Regions from separate parts of the Hordeum vulgare genome. Here regions 1 and 2 are each linked to region 3. Evidence: chromatin contacts called from public Hi-C data. All regions are on one chromosome and are shown on one strand. Each heading gives the region's core, a stretch centred on a gene start, on an enhancer-like site or on the middle of the called end of the contact. The rest is flanking DNA. Distances are from core to core; before and after follow the strand shown. Region 1 holds the start of LOC123426579 (protein MHF1 homolog). Region 2 holds the start of LOC123426575 (chaperone protein ClpC1, chloroplastic). Region 3 holds the start of LOC123426577 (trihelix transcription factor ASR3-like).

Evidence for each region. A called contact is a pair of places that touch in the nucleus more often than the background predicts.
Region 1: a contact with region 3 is called in a Hi-C map of leaf, with 4 times the contacts expected there. The contact joins the promoter of LOC123426579 here to the promoter of LOC123426577 in region 3. A contact is called at or near these places in 5 of 6 Hi-C or Micro-C datasets (leaf and seedling) and 1 of 1 datasets of contacts at active chromatin or transcription factors (embryo).
Region 2: a Hi-C map of leaf shows a contact between it and region 3, with 6 times the contacts expected there. The contact joins the promoter of LOC123426575 here to the promoter of LOC123426577 in region 3. A contact is called at or near these places in 5 of 6 Hi-C or Micro-C datasets (leaf and seedling) and 1 of 1 datasets of contacts at active chromatin or transcription factors (embryo).

What each region holds. Positions count from the first base shown.
Region 1 is chr2H:444,936,972-444,941,163 of MorexV3_pseudomolecules_assembly, forward strand. LOC123426579 (protein MHF1 homolog) reads left to right here and starts at 1,751. Exons shown (of 4, transcript XM_045110440.1): 1 at 1,751-1,946; 2 at 2,064-2,135; 3 at 3,121-3,201; 4 at 3,436-3,891. The coding sequence starts at 1,799. The coding sequence ends at 3,563.
Region 2 is chr2H:443,315,590-443,319,794 of MorexV3_pseudomolecules_assembly, forward strand. LOC123426575 (chaperone protein ClpC1, chloroplastic) reads right to left here and starts at 2,426. Exons shown (of 11, transcript XM_045110436.1): 1 at 2,277-2,426; 2 at 2,096-2,192; 3 at 845-1,430. The coding sequence starts at 1,394.
Region 3 is chr2H:444,177,799-444,181,873 of MorexV3_pseudomolecules_assembly, forward strand. LOC123426577 (trihelix transcription factor ASR3-like) reads right to left here and starts at 1,387. Exons shown (of 3, transcript XM_045110439.1): 1 at 369-1,387. The coding sequence starts at 1,059.

The DNA.
Region 1 (4,192 bases), core at 501-3,000, 760 kb after region 3:
TCCAGTGGTCCGATGGAGACATGATACTTGACATTGGTCGGTAATGATTGGTGGTTCTCTGTTGTAGGGATTGAGGCGGTGTGATCTACCTATCCATGAGACTCGACCAGAATAGTAGAGGCTCGGCGCAGTGATAGCAACGAGGCATGCGGTTAGACATGTGGTCAGATAAAGTGTGCAAAGGGTGTTGTAGCAATGTTGGTGAGTACCAGATTCTAGTTCGTGACTGGGTTCATCGATATCAAGAGATGGACATGACTCAACCATGGAGAATCTGAGAAAGTGGTGGAAAGTCTAGGAATGTCGAAAGCTTGAATAGTATAGGGTAATATATTTTGTGATGTTGAGTGCACGTGGCAAAGTGCGGATGACAAATACACATGGAGGTGCACTGTTATAGTTGTGGGACATGTAAGAGCGGAAAATGGTGAGACGACTCGGATTTTTGACTTAGTATGACAGAGGGTGATGGTGAAATTCGTTCAAGTTTCAGACATTAGTCAATAAAGAGCTAAGATGGTGAGTTAGGGTAACTCTTACATGTGGCGTCCAACATACGAGTTGTTCACTTTCACGGACACGATAACCGATATGTGATGGAATTGAATGGAATAACGGATTCTTCAAAAGTTAGGAATGAAAACTAGTGTAAAGTAATTTAGCTTTGACTATGAAGAGAAGTGTAACTTAATTTGACTTTTATTATGAAGAGAGGAGAAGGGACTACAATTGCAGGTGAGTTCCTAATTGGCGACATTGAACACATGTTTTGAAAGTTGGGAGTATGAGAGTAGGAGCGGTGCTCATAATATAATCTCAAGTCCAATGTACATGAAGGTTCAATGCACAAATGAATCTAAGGTGATTCAGTATATTCATCAAGGCGGAGTTTGTTGGGATTGTATTGAATATTTATACAAAAGATTATAGTTGAATTTAGAGTCGTACTGTATATAGACAAGATAGGTATAGTGACATAGTAGAATTTGTATACTAAACATCTTATGTATAATGTAAGAGAAGACGAATCATATAACATATGCCAACATAATAGCATATGCCAACATAAAGGGAGACAACGTTCGTATGGTTGGTGTACGGTAATATGATGATGTAATGAGAATGAACGTTTATAATTATGCCTCGAAATATAGCCGATGTTTGCTGAATCTTGATGTCATGTGATTGTTTAATTCTTCATATATCGACTACGATTCTCGGATAAATTCTAACAACTCCTGCCGGTTGTTTGAAAAGAAGCTCCGATAAATAATCAAACCAAAGAATACGAACTAGAATTCAAATACTTCACCGCAAACCTTTGAAGTGAAATACACATAAATCTAGGCACACCTGGCCAAACGGGCCCGCACGACACGACCCGTGGTAATCGGGCCTCGTACGACACGGTCCGCCCAGGTACGTTTATTAGTTGGGCCGTGCCGTGCCGGCCCGTGGGCTGTGCCTCTAGGCTCAAGCAAGGCTCGGTTATTAAACAGGCCGACGTGTTGGCCCGATTAGCATGCTGGACCGCATTTTTTAAACTTTTATGGGCATATTTTTAGACCTATTCAGCTATATTATATATATATATATATATTAAAAATATCTAAATATATATATAAAATAAACTGGTCGTGTCGTGTCGGCCCGCGTGCCCATCCTTCAGACCCAGGCACAGCCCGAGGCGTGCTTCGTGCCGGACCGGGCCCGTGCCAGGCACGCGGGCTGTCGGGCCCATTTAGCTGGCCCGTTTGGCCAGATCTGAACCTAGGGGCCAAACTGGCAACCCCCACCCATGGACCCAGACGTAGAAACCCTCGCCGCCGCCGCCGACGCACTCGCCGGCGACGGCGGTGAGGCCGATAGATTCGAGGCGGAGGCGGAGGCCGAACTCCTTCGCGACCGCTTCAGGCTCGCCGTCATCAACATCGCGACTTCTGAAGGTTGGTTAAAATGGCACCACTTTTTCACCTGGCGTCCAGTTTCCGCTATCAGTTCTTGCTCTTGCAACTGCGATCGGGATCCGGAGCAGTAATGTATGGAGCATTCGTGCTTTGCAGGCAGGAAGGCGGGCATGGAGGTTGCGGGTCCCGTCGTCGCCTGCATCGCGGACTTGGCCTTCAAGAGCGCAGGTTCCCTAAATATTTACCTCCTTTTGTTGTATTTGCTCTCACAACTGACTCTGCCCATCTTTTAATATCCACCTGGTCAATTTTAGACCGAGTCTTGGCGTGGAACAGAATCAGCTGATTTACCTTAGCCAAAATGTGTGCTTGTTGACTAGTGGCAGTTTAAGATAGAATGGAGCTGGAGCGATGCGCTTCATGTTAGATTTGTCCAGAATGCCTGGAGCATTAGATCTTACCACAAACTCATGTTTGATTTCTACTGTGTCCCTGGAGCAATGAACTTCTTTTTTGTGTCACAGGGATGCACTTCTATTTGATTTGACCTTTAAGAGAAGGCTTTGATTTGGTAGATGTTTGTTTCTGTGTTACTCAGTATCTCGAATTTCATGCTGATACTAATGGTACTAATGGTTTTTTCTATTACAACAAGCTCTGCATAGAAAAAGTATTCATGATGAGGTTAAGAAACAATCTGCTTTGCATGCTCCTCTAACACAATTCAAGATATTTAGTTGAATTGAAAATGTGCTCTTGAAGAGAGCAAACCACTTTTTTATGTGTTTAGGTAATGTCTGGTCGAACTGACTTCCAGACCTCGGTGGGTTATAGAATACACGTGAAAAATTAAGACATCAAGTTGCACTGAAGATCACTCCATCCCGTCCACAAACTCCAGAATCACATCCTTTTAAGTGGCACACTGTATCAGCTAGAAAGCAATAGCTCAGCACATTTCCAGCTCAGAATCGGGGATCTTGTGGGAACCACAAAATTTTGTTTCCACGGTGAGAGTGAAGGAGATGTATCAGAACATCAGTAAGTGGATTTTCAGAGCAGCATCTCTGAAACTACAGCGTTCTGCTGTACTAGCTGTATTGGAACTGATTATTTGCACTCTGCAGAATAAGATTGGTTCTGAATCTTGTTAGATTTGCATATTTGGAAACTATATGGGTAGTGTAATTAACATAATCTTCGCAATGTGCAGAGCAGCTGGCTAAGGATGTTGAGCTGTTTGCACAGCATGCTAGTCGTAAATCCATTAGGATGGACGATGTTATCCTCACAGGTACTAATATGCAAACAATGTCTTTACTCATGCCTGAAAGAGAAGGAAAGAATATTGGCTTCCTGGAATTGTTCTTTTCTATAGAAGGTCGTTTGAGATATTTGTATACTTGAAATTTTACAAGTGTTGACTACATAGTTGATAAGCTACAGAGGAAAATGTTGGTGATAGTCTCTTTATGGTTCTCTTAATGCATTTTTTCCTCACACTGACTATTGCATTGTGCATTCCCAGCGCATAGAAATGAGCGTCTTATGGACCAGTTGCGAACATTTTCTCAAAACCTGAAAGGAAAGGAGCCTTGCACCGGGAAGAAGAGAAAGAAATCATCCAAGAAGGACAATAACATGACCATTATCTGATCTCAGATATTATCTTTATCCCTAATTGTGCAAGAGTATAGGCTGAATCGACACTGCAGGAGCACCCAAAATACCCACTAACTGGTACTCAACGCATTTGGAGATCGCGGGCATGTAGAATGTTACAAGGTTTACCCGTCACATTTGTCGCTCTCTTTTGAAATTGTTGGTGTCAAGTGGTATTGGCATATTAGGAAATCTGTGTTTGCACGAAATTCATGTACTGCCATAGTCAATGTTCCCAGGTTTATTCATCACTTTTATCGCTCTGTTTTGAAACTGTTGGTGTCAAGTGGTATTGGCATATTTGGAAATCTGTTGCATGAAATTTATGTGCTGCCATAGCCTTCTGCTTATTAAGATTTGACAATCGTGCAAGCTTATCTCAACCAAATTGTGCACATGGACCATCAATGAGTTACTGAGATCACAGGGAAAACAAAAAGTGTATGGCAATTACCTTCCGTGTAAGTAAACTCTATCAGTTGTTGTGTCTATTTGTTGAGCTGGATCAGCCGCATGAAACCAATGGCTAATTTATAGCTCCGGTCAGATCAAACTTCACTTTTTTTTGTGAGGCAATTTATTTAATAGACAAATTAGAGCCAATTTATACTTTACATAAAGGA
Region 2 (4,205 bases), core at 1,176-3,675, 860 kb before region 3:
TGGGCAATGAAGGTCAAGGATGAGGGATGGTAAAACATCACTGTTGAGCTAGCACACTAGCTTTCCCCAGGGTTCCTGCCACAATCACCTAATGGAGAATTTCCACAGTGTAAAAGAAGGACAAAGCCTCATTCTGCACAGGACCTGCTGATCACTTATGCTTAATATCATTCTGGATTAGTCACTGACTAAGACAATTGTACATGTTTAGTGATCAAACCACTACATGAAATCTTACACCACTCTCCATACATTAATGTACACTCAGAAAGTAAGAACAGGATACTACATAGATAAAACTAGAGTATATAAGAAACACTTATAAAAGCAACGGCCAGTCATAGTCCGGCCAAGTACATATAATGACAAAAAATAGGGCCTAGCCTCAGATAGTCAGGGCCCGACAATGATTGGGGATGGGAATGGGGAAACATCCATGTGCTTGCTTTAACCAATGGTGAGATGAATTAACCACTAGTTCCCCACACTCATCACCGAATGGGAATGCAGCTCTATTCCCATATCTAGCAAAACACCTGATGTTTACTTGTCCTCAACTACCATTCCCTAATAAAGTCATAAATTCAGATACTTTGTGCACTTTTCTTAAACAATTACACTAGTATATAGCAAAATTATGTGGACTAAGAAAAACAGAACAGAGTAACTAAGAAAAGAAACTAAAATGAAAACAGACTGATTTGGTTACAAACTAGATGTAAACAAATAAAAAAATTGATGATGTGCATCCAGCAATAATTACAGAAATCGCTTATCAAAATGGATGAAACAAGAGCATGAAACTAGCTGATTTTTGTGGATAAATGAAGGTGATAATTAATACCTAGCTGGCGAGCTTCTTCAAGTGACAATTCGAGTACACGTTTTGCACGAGGTGTAAATGGAATTTCAACGGCAACAAACCCACTGCCTCTTCCAATAATCTTCTCAACTTCCACACGGGCATCCTTAAGACTGATCCCCATAGACTTTAGAACCTTTGCTGCAATTCCAGTTCCCTCACCAATAAGGCCAAGCAGAATCTGTTCTGTCCCAACAAAGTTGTGGCCAAGGCGTCTTGCTTCCTCCTGTGCAAGCATAATCACCTTGATTGCTTTCTCTGTGAAGCGCTCGAACATGGCCCTGACCACCATTCTTGAACCTGACCCACGTGGTCGTGAAATTTGGCTTGCTACAATGGAGCCAAAGTCACGTTTGATAACGGACCTTGTATCCAGGAAATTTGTTTGCCGCAGTCCTTGAAAACCCCCGAGAGTAAGGGTCCTCGTTGGTGTACTGCGTAACATTGTGGCCCTTGTGCGCACACAGAACCGTGTAGAGCTCTTCCTGTAGGCGGTAGGAGCGATGGCAGACTGAACCAAAGTCCCCTCCATATTGAACTAACCAAAAAACCACAGGTTTACAGGTGCCTGCAAAGAAAAGAGCATTACTCAAACAGCAAACATCACAAAATGATTGCACAGCAACTTTGGCATATGGTAAGTCCCACATCTGTGGCTCAAATACGAGGTTAAAAGAATTCGCCAACCATTCACATATCATTGAAACAACACCAAATGACCACAAAACAAACAGCAGTATAGTACTATAAGAAATTCGTGCACAATGTTTTTTACTAAGCTTGATAAATTTCATGTATCCAGCAAACTTCAACACAGGATTATCCACACGTGACTGCTCCAACCAAGAGAAGAATATCATCTAAATCCGCTCGACAATAGCACCTCAATCGGACAGCCCCTGCCGTGCGCCAACACGTGCCAATCAAAGCCAACATATATCCACATCACGGCAGCTACCAAAATAGCGCACCTGACTGCATCCACCGACACGCCGGGTAAATAAAGGATTCGCAGAATTTCCCCTAGAACTAGCCAACCAACCAACCAATCGATCCACGGAACCACCAAACCCAAACCACAAATCCGTCCACCCGGGGAAACGGAACCGGATAAGGTTCCCAATGAACCCCGAAAACAATCGGAGAAACCAACGCGCGGGGAGTCATCGCCCCCCCACGAGCGAAGGGCGCGGGGACGGAAGCGAGCGGCGGGCGCGGCGGGGGAAGCCTCACCTCGGCGACGGCGTGGCCGCCCAGCGGCGGTGGACCGAGGAAGAACCTTGGGACGCGCAGAGTGGATAACACGGGGAAGAGAGCTAGATGCGAAATCCTAGCAATTCACAGGCTTAGCTAAAATTAATATAACTACTGCTCCGTAGGATCCATGTTACAATGATGAAAGTGGAATACCTACCGAAGAAATACTACCACCTCAACTCGTGCACGCGCCGTGTTCGCTGCCTTGCCCCAGGTCCAGCCGCTGGCCGCCGCCCCACCCTCTCGCTTCTCGCTAGGGCTAGTCGCCTCGAATTACACGGCACCGTGTTGATGATAAGGAGCGACCACCCACGCTTATCGGATGTGCGTCGATTTATATGGCCCAGCAAAGGCCCACAACAGACACACACACCCCCTTCACTCCACCGTTTCTCCTCCTTTTTCTACATCGGCATCTCAGAAGCTTTCTCGTAAAATTATAAAAGGAAAAAAGCATGCATTCATCCAACATAAAAAAAACTTCCTTCGTTCCTAAATATAAAACATTTTAAAGATTGCACTATAGACTACATACAAAGCAAAATGGATGAATCTATATTTTAAAAGATGTCTATATACATTTGTATGTAGTTTATAGTATAATCTCTAAAAGGTCTTATATTTAGGAACGAAGGGAGAGTACATGCGACAAGACATGCCTAATTAAAGATAAATTATTTCTTTACATGTCCCATGTTGGCTGTGAGAATGCATAATCAAGCTTCACTTATGAAAGGGGCTTCTACTTGATTGCATCTCTCACCAACCTTGTCGACGATAGGGGTCACAACTTGTCGGGCTGCCTCAAGTTCAGGATTGTCATAGAGCTTCTTGAACATGTTTAACATGTCAACGTCTGGGTTGTAATACATGACCTTGGAGAGCATCCTCGAGATCACGTTGCAAACCAAAATCCTCACTTCATCGACAAACTTCTATGCACGCCCTTTGTGATAGGCGTCCAGCGCCGTAGGTAGCCCCTCGAAGAAGAGAGACAATGTGGTGCTAACGACTTGACTATTATCCATATTGAAGCTCTAGGTTCCTACATCTATGATCCCTGGTTGAGTGTTAAGACGCTCGGTGATACCGACAAGCTTGGTGGTCCAATCAGAGATAGATTTCTCCAAGAGGGTGAAATTGTGTTCAACGGTTTTCTGCACGCACCTGGTGCTACTTATAAAGTACGTTGGCATTATTCCTCGAAGAGGAGAGGAGATGCAGCGCAATAGAGATAAGTATTTCCCTCAGTAAGAGCAGAGGTTATCGAACCAATAGGAGAATCATGCAAATTCCCGTCTCCGCCACCCACACACAAAAGAGCACACATTTGCATTCAGCGCGGGTAAGAGGGTTGTCAAGCCCTTTAAACTCATTAGTTGTAAATATTAAATAGTGATAAATAGATAATATAAATATAAAATAGAACAATAGAAGGTACATAGCAGCATTATTTGTAGTGTTTTTTTAATATGACTTGTGAAGGGTCGAGGCCATACTTTCGCTGGAGGCTTCTCTCTCGAAGAAAGCATATGGTGGGTAGACAAATTATTGTTGTGCAATTGATAGAAAAGGGCATAGTTATGAAGTATTTTTCACAACAATGATATATATATATATATGTGTGTGTGTGTGTGTGTGTGTGTGTGTGTGTGTGTGCAATCACGTTCATAAGCAAGTAGACTCACTCCTGCGTGCATCTACTACTATTACTCCAGTCATCGACTGTTATCCAGCATGCATCTAGAGTATTGAGTAAAAACAGAATAATGCTTGGAGCAAGGTGACATGTTGCAGACAAAGTAAACTCAACTAATATAAATAAACCCCATCTTTTTATCCTTAATTGCAGCAATACAAATACGTGTCATGTCCCCTTCTGTCACTGGGATTGAGCACCGCAAGATTGAACTCATCACAACGCACCACTCTAATACGTCTTCCATGCTATTATATTATCAATCTTGGATGCTTTATACGCATTTATATGATGTTTTATATCATTTTTGAGCACTAACCAATTAAGCAGTGCCCAAAGCCACTTACTATTTTCTGCGTATTTTTGGCTTTTTAAGAAAACAGTGCC
Region 3 (4,075 bases), core at 137-2,636:
TGAAGAATCATTCTGTATCCTCGAAAGGATAATAGAATCAAATGTTGTGCGGGTCAAATTACCACGCAGCAAAACCATTTTTTTTGCTCAACATGCTCCTAAATATGTCTCTTTTGTGTATTAGAAGAAGAAGAACACATCAAGACGGCAAATCAAGAACCAAATCAAATTCTTGGATGCAGAAAAGATCACACCTCCAAAACCAAATTCGCACAAGGAAAAAAAGGGGACGAAATCTTGTACTACTGTACTACCGATGCAACTCACGCTTTTACCGCCAATAATCAGCAACAAACCAGCGGCTCAACTGCACCATCAATTCAAAAAGCACACATTCTTCGCATGCAAGAGAGGAGCAGCGCGCTCACCGGGTAAAGAAACGGGCACGGCCACGGCCACCACCGCGGGTGCCTGAGATGGAGACGGATATGGAGCCGTCGGCAGAACCGGCACCGGCGCAGGCGTGGACGTTTCCTCGTCCTCTTCCTCGGACGACGATGAGGAGGAAAACAGCCCGTCGTCACCGGCCACGGATGCGCGACCACTGTCGAACACCACCTTCTCCTTGCCCTCCTCCTCCCCAACCTCCGCGAGCACCGCGGCCGCATTACTGCCACCGTCACGGATACCGCCGCCGCCGCTGCCGCGGCCCTCGATTATGTCGTACACCTCGCGGTCGAAGAAGCCCGGGAGCCTCCTCTCTCGCCGCGCGTCGTTCCGCATGGCCCAGAAGGACACCTCCTTCCCCGCCAAGGACGGCAGCGAGCGCTCCCACTCCCTGATCTTCTTGTAGTCGCCGGCGAGGTTGCTCCACCGCTTCCGGCACTGCACGGGGCCCCGCTCCACGCCGTGCCGCCGGCAGTACTCCGCCACAGCCGCCCACTTGGTCGGCTCCGCGGCCGCTCCACCTGCTGCTCCCCTTCCCCTGCCGCGCCCGCGTACCTCCACCACCCGCTTCCCCTCGATGAGGACCAGTATCTCCTGCCGCGTCCACCGCGGCAGCCGCGCCGCGCGCCCAGGCCCTGCGATCCCGCCGCCGGGATCACCGGCGCTAGACATGCCGCGCGCACGGCGAGAGCGCGCCGGTGCAACGGCGAACTAACAAGTGTGGAGAGAAGGGAGGTGTGGAAGCAAACCAACGGAATGAGGAGAAGGCTGTGTGTCTTAACCCTTAAGCCGCGGATTATGAGAGAGTGGTCTTAATTAGGTGTAAACTAACGACGATTAAGTGGGGGATTACGGGGTGGATTCTCCAGGGAGGGAGGAAAAAGGAAGAGTGGTTGGAATGATTAGAGGGAGATTAATGGAGGAGCATTCCATCATGGAGTGGAGTGGGGGTGGGAATAGGGGGGCGGGCACCTATTGTTTCCGTTCCGGTTTTCAGCAATAGATGGTAGGGTAGGGTGGGATAGACATAGACTAGTACTGTTGTGATATTCATTCCTATGCCTTTTTCGTTTTCTATTTTGGCCGGAAATTCGGATCCGCTGCTTATTTTTGTGTGATGAAATAATTGGGTTTTCTATTTTGGCCGGAAATTCGGATCCGCTGCTTATTTTTGCGCGATGAAATAATTGGAAGGGTCGCTGCAATACGCTCATGGGAATACCACACAATTGTTTTATATCTTTATTGTCAATCCCCTTTATACATCCGACGTGATCGATCAAAAAACCATTACTAGAAAGGCTCCTTATAGAAGGTTCATACACGTTGACTAACCGGTATTCTTTATATGTAACATATATATTGAATAGACATGGAGCGCGGGCGCGTCCATCACGCCGGACTAACCGCAAAGACCAACACGAAAACACGTAGAAATCATTGTCCCAACGGATGTCTCCTCCAATTTTTGATGAGGACGGTGAGGATGCGTTAATTCTTGCTCACATTCAACATGTTAGGGGTGCCAGTTAGTCATACACTTGACTAACCGACAATAACAAGCATCCCTCAATGATGTAGGTGGAGACAAATCACGATCGACGGGGCTGAGGTGGACGCAATCTTCGTAGACATGGAGTTCGATGATGAGCCGGAGCCGCTACGAAAGACTGCCACCCCCCCTAGAAATGGATGCCATTTACATCTCCGACGATGAGTAGGCTAAGTTAATTTACGTAGTTTTTATGTGTTGCACGATATAGTATGAATTTGAGGAGTAAAGTTTGAGGGTTGTGGTTGCAACGGATCAAAAATGAGTACTGACCGACCACTATCCGCGAACGAGGTCGAACGTTTGCGGTACGAATTTTGGTATACTGTATGTAGACGCTCTTACTCATGTCACCTAAGGGCATCTCCAACGCCGGCCCATCACCTGTGTACATCCGGACCGTGCAATCCAGACATGTTGTGCCATCTAACATGGGCTTGTATCGGTCCGCCGAACAGTTCACAAGTGTTTTCCGCAAACCGGAGACAAAATGAGGGGGGAGGGGGGTGGCTTTGCAGGTGTCTGGACCGCTACCACGCCACCCTGACCCATAAAAAATCCTATCCATTTCTCCCGAGTTTTCCAGTAAACACTCGCGCCGCTTGTCACGTCACATTCATGACGGCCAAGAGCATGCAGTGGCCGACGTTGATGCACACGATTTGAATAGACTAGAGGGACAAACGAGACTTATTGGGCATCACGCTTCAATGCACACGTTATGTCCCGAGAAGCCAACTCCAACCCCATAGAGGCCGTATGTCGAGGACACATAGAGAAACAGTCCCTCCTCCCCGAGCACCGTCCCCTTCTCCATCCCCATCCCATCCCCGAGCCTAGCGGCGATGCCTAAGTCCCGGTTCTTTGTGCCGACAGGCGGCCCCGATGGAAGTTCCTCTTCAGGCGGATTGTGGTTCCTTTCCAGGACCTTCTGCATCGATGGCTCCGGGCTCCTCCAGCAAGGAGGAGATAGTCATCTCCTCAGGCGACGAGGAGGCCACCCACAACAGCGGCCCCAATCGCGGCTCTAGCAGATGAAAAATCCGTTCGTCCGATAGAGATCTTGACGAAGCATGTGCTCCGTCAGATGCGCCCGACGATACCATCCTCGACGCACGTGAAGGAGGAACCAACAGCCCCGTCACGCGTCCACGTGAGGTAGGAGCCAACATTCCCACTCAAGCAGGTGAAGGACGAGCCGGTGTCCTTGTCTTGCAACAGTGTCCTCCACGTCGACGACTGTGCGAAGCAGGAGCCAACATACCCCTAACACCTCCGCCGCGTGAAGGACGAGCCAGTCTCTCCCCCGCTACACGGCTGCTACACGCAGATTGATGGCCCCTCATTGCCACGACGACGCCACCGCGACCCAAAGAAGGAGGAGCCGCCACCGGCGACCGCGGAGGCGTGTGTCCGCATCCTCCGCTACCTCGGTGTAGGCAGTTACATCGGTGCCTCTTGCTCTTGGGCTTTGGTATCCGAGGCGGATTGTGCGAAGAAGCAACATACTAGGTATGACCGTCACAATGTAGATCACCGCTCCGCGTTCTCCAAGACGGACATGGCACCGAAATGGGTCCGCAACGGTCTTGTCCTGGCCGCCGCGTGAGCGCTCAATTGCTTCATCACCATCTTGGAAACGTCCGCCGGGCGCTGCCGCCTTGACGTTGAGCTCGCCAAGATCTGCAAGGAGTGGTCGCTTAGCGACTGCTCCACTAACGTCGACAGGGGCAAGGCGGCCGCCATGGCTTCGTCCGCGTCGTCAGCAGTTGCCAAGCCGTCCCTCCGCACCGTGCAAGAAGAGGCGAAGCGGCTCCTCAAACGGCAGGCAACCGCGGGACAAGGTTGTCGCTGTCCTCCGGCATCCTTGTGCCGTTGGAGGGACGACGACGATGACGAGGTGTGGGAGGACAGGGCAACCATACATATGAAGTGGTCATCCGATATATGGTTTATTTTTTAATACATTTTAATAAATTAGTAAAAAATTGTTAGTTTACGTAAATTATATCCGATTTTTTTGTAAAATCTAACCGGTTTGCACAAATCTCGTGCGGTTCATTCCAATAATTGTTGAAATATATACGAACAACGTTGGATGACGACCTCTGACATCAATATTCACAGACTGGTACC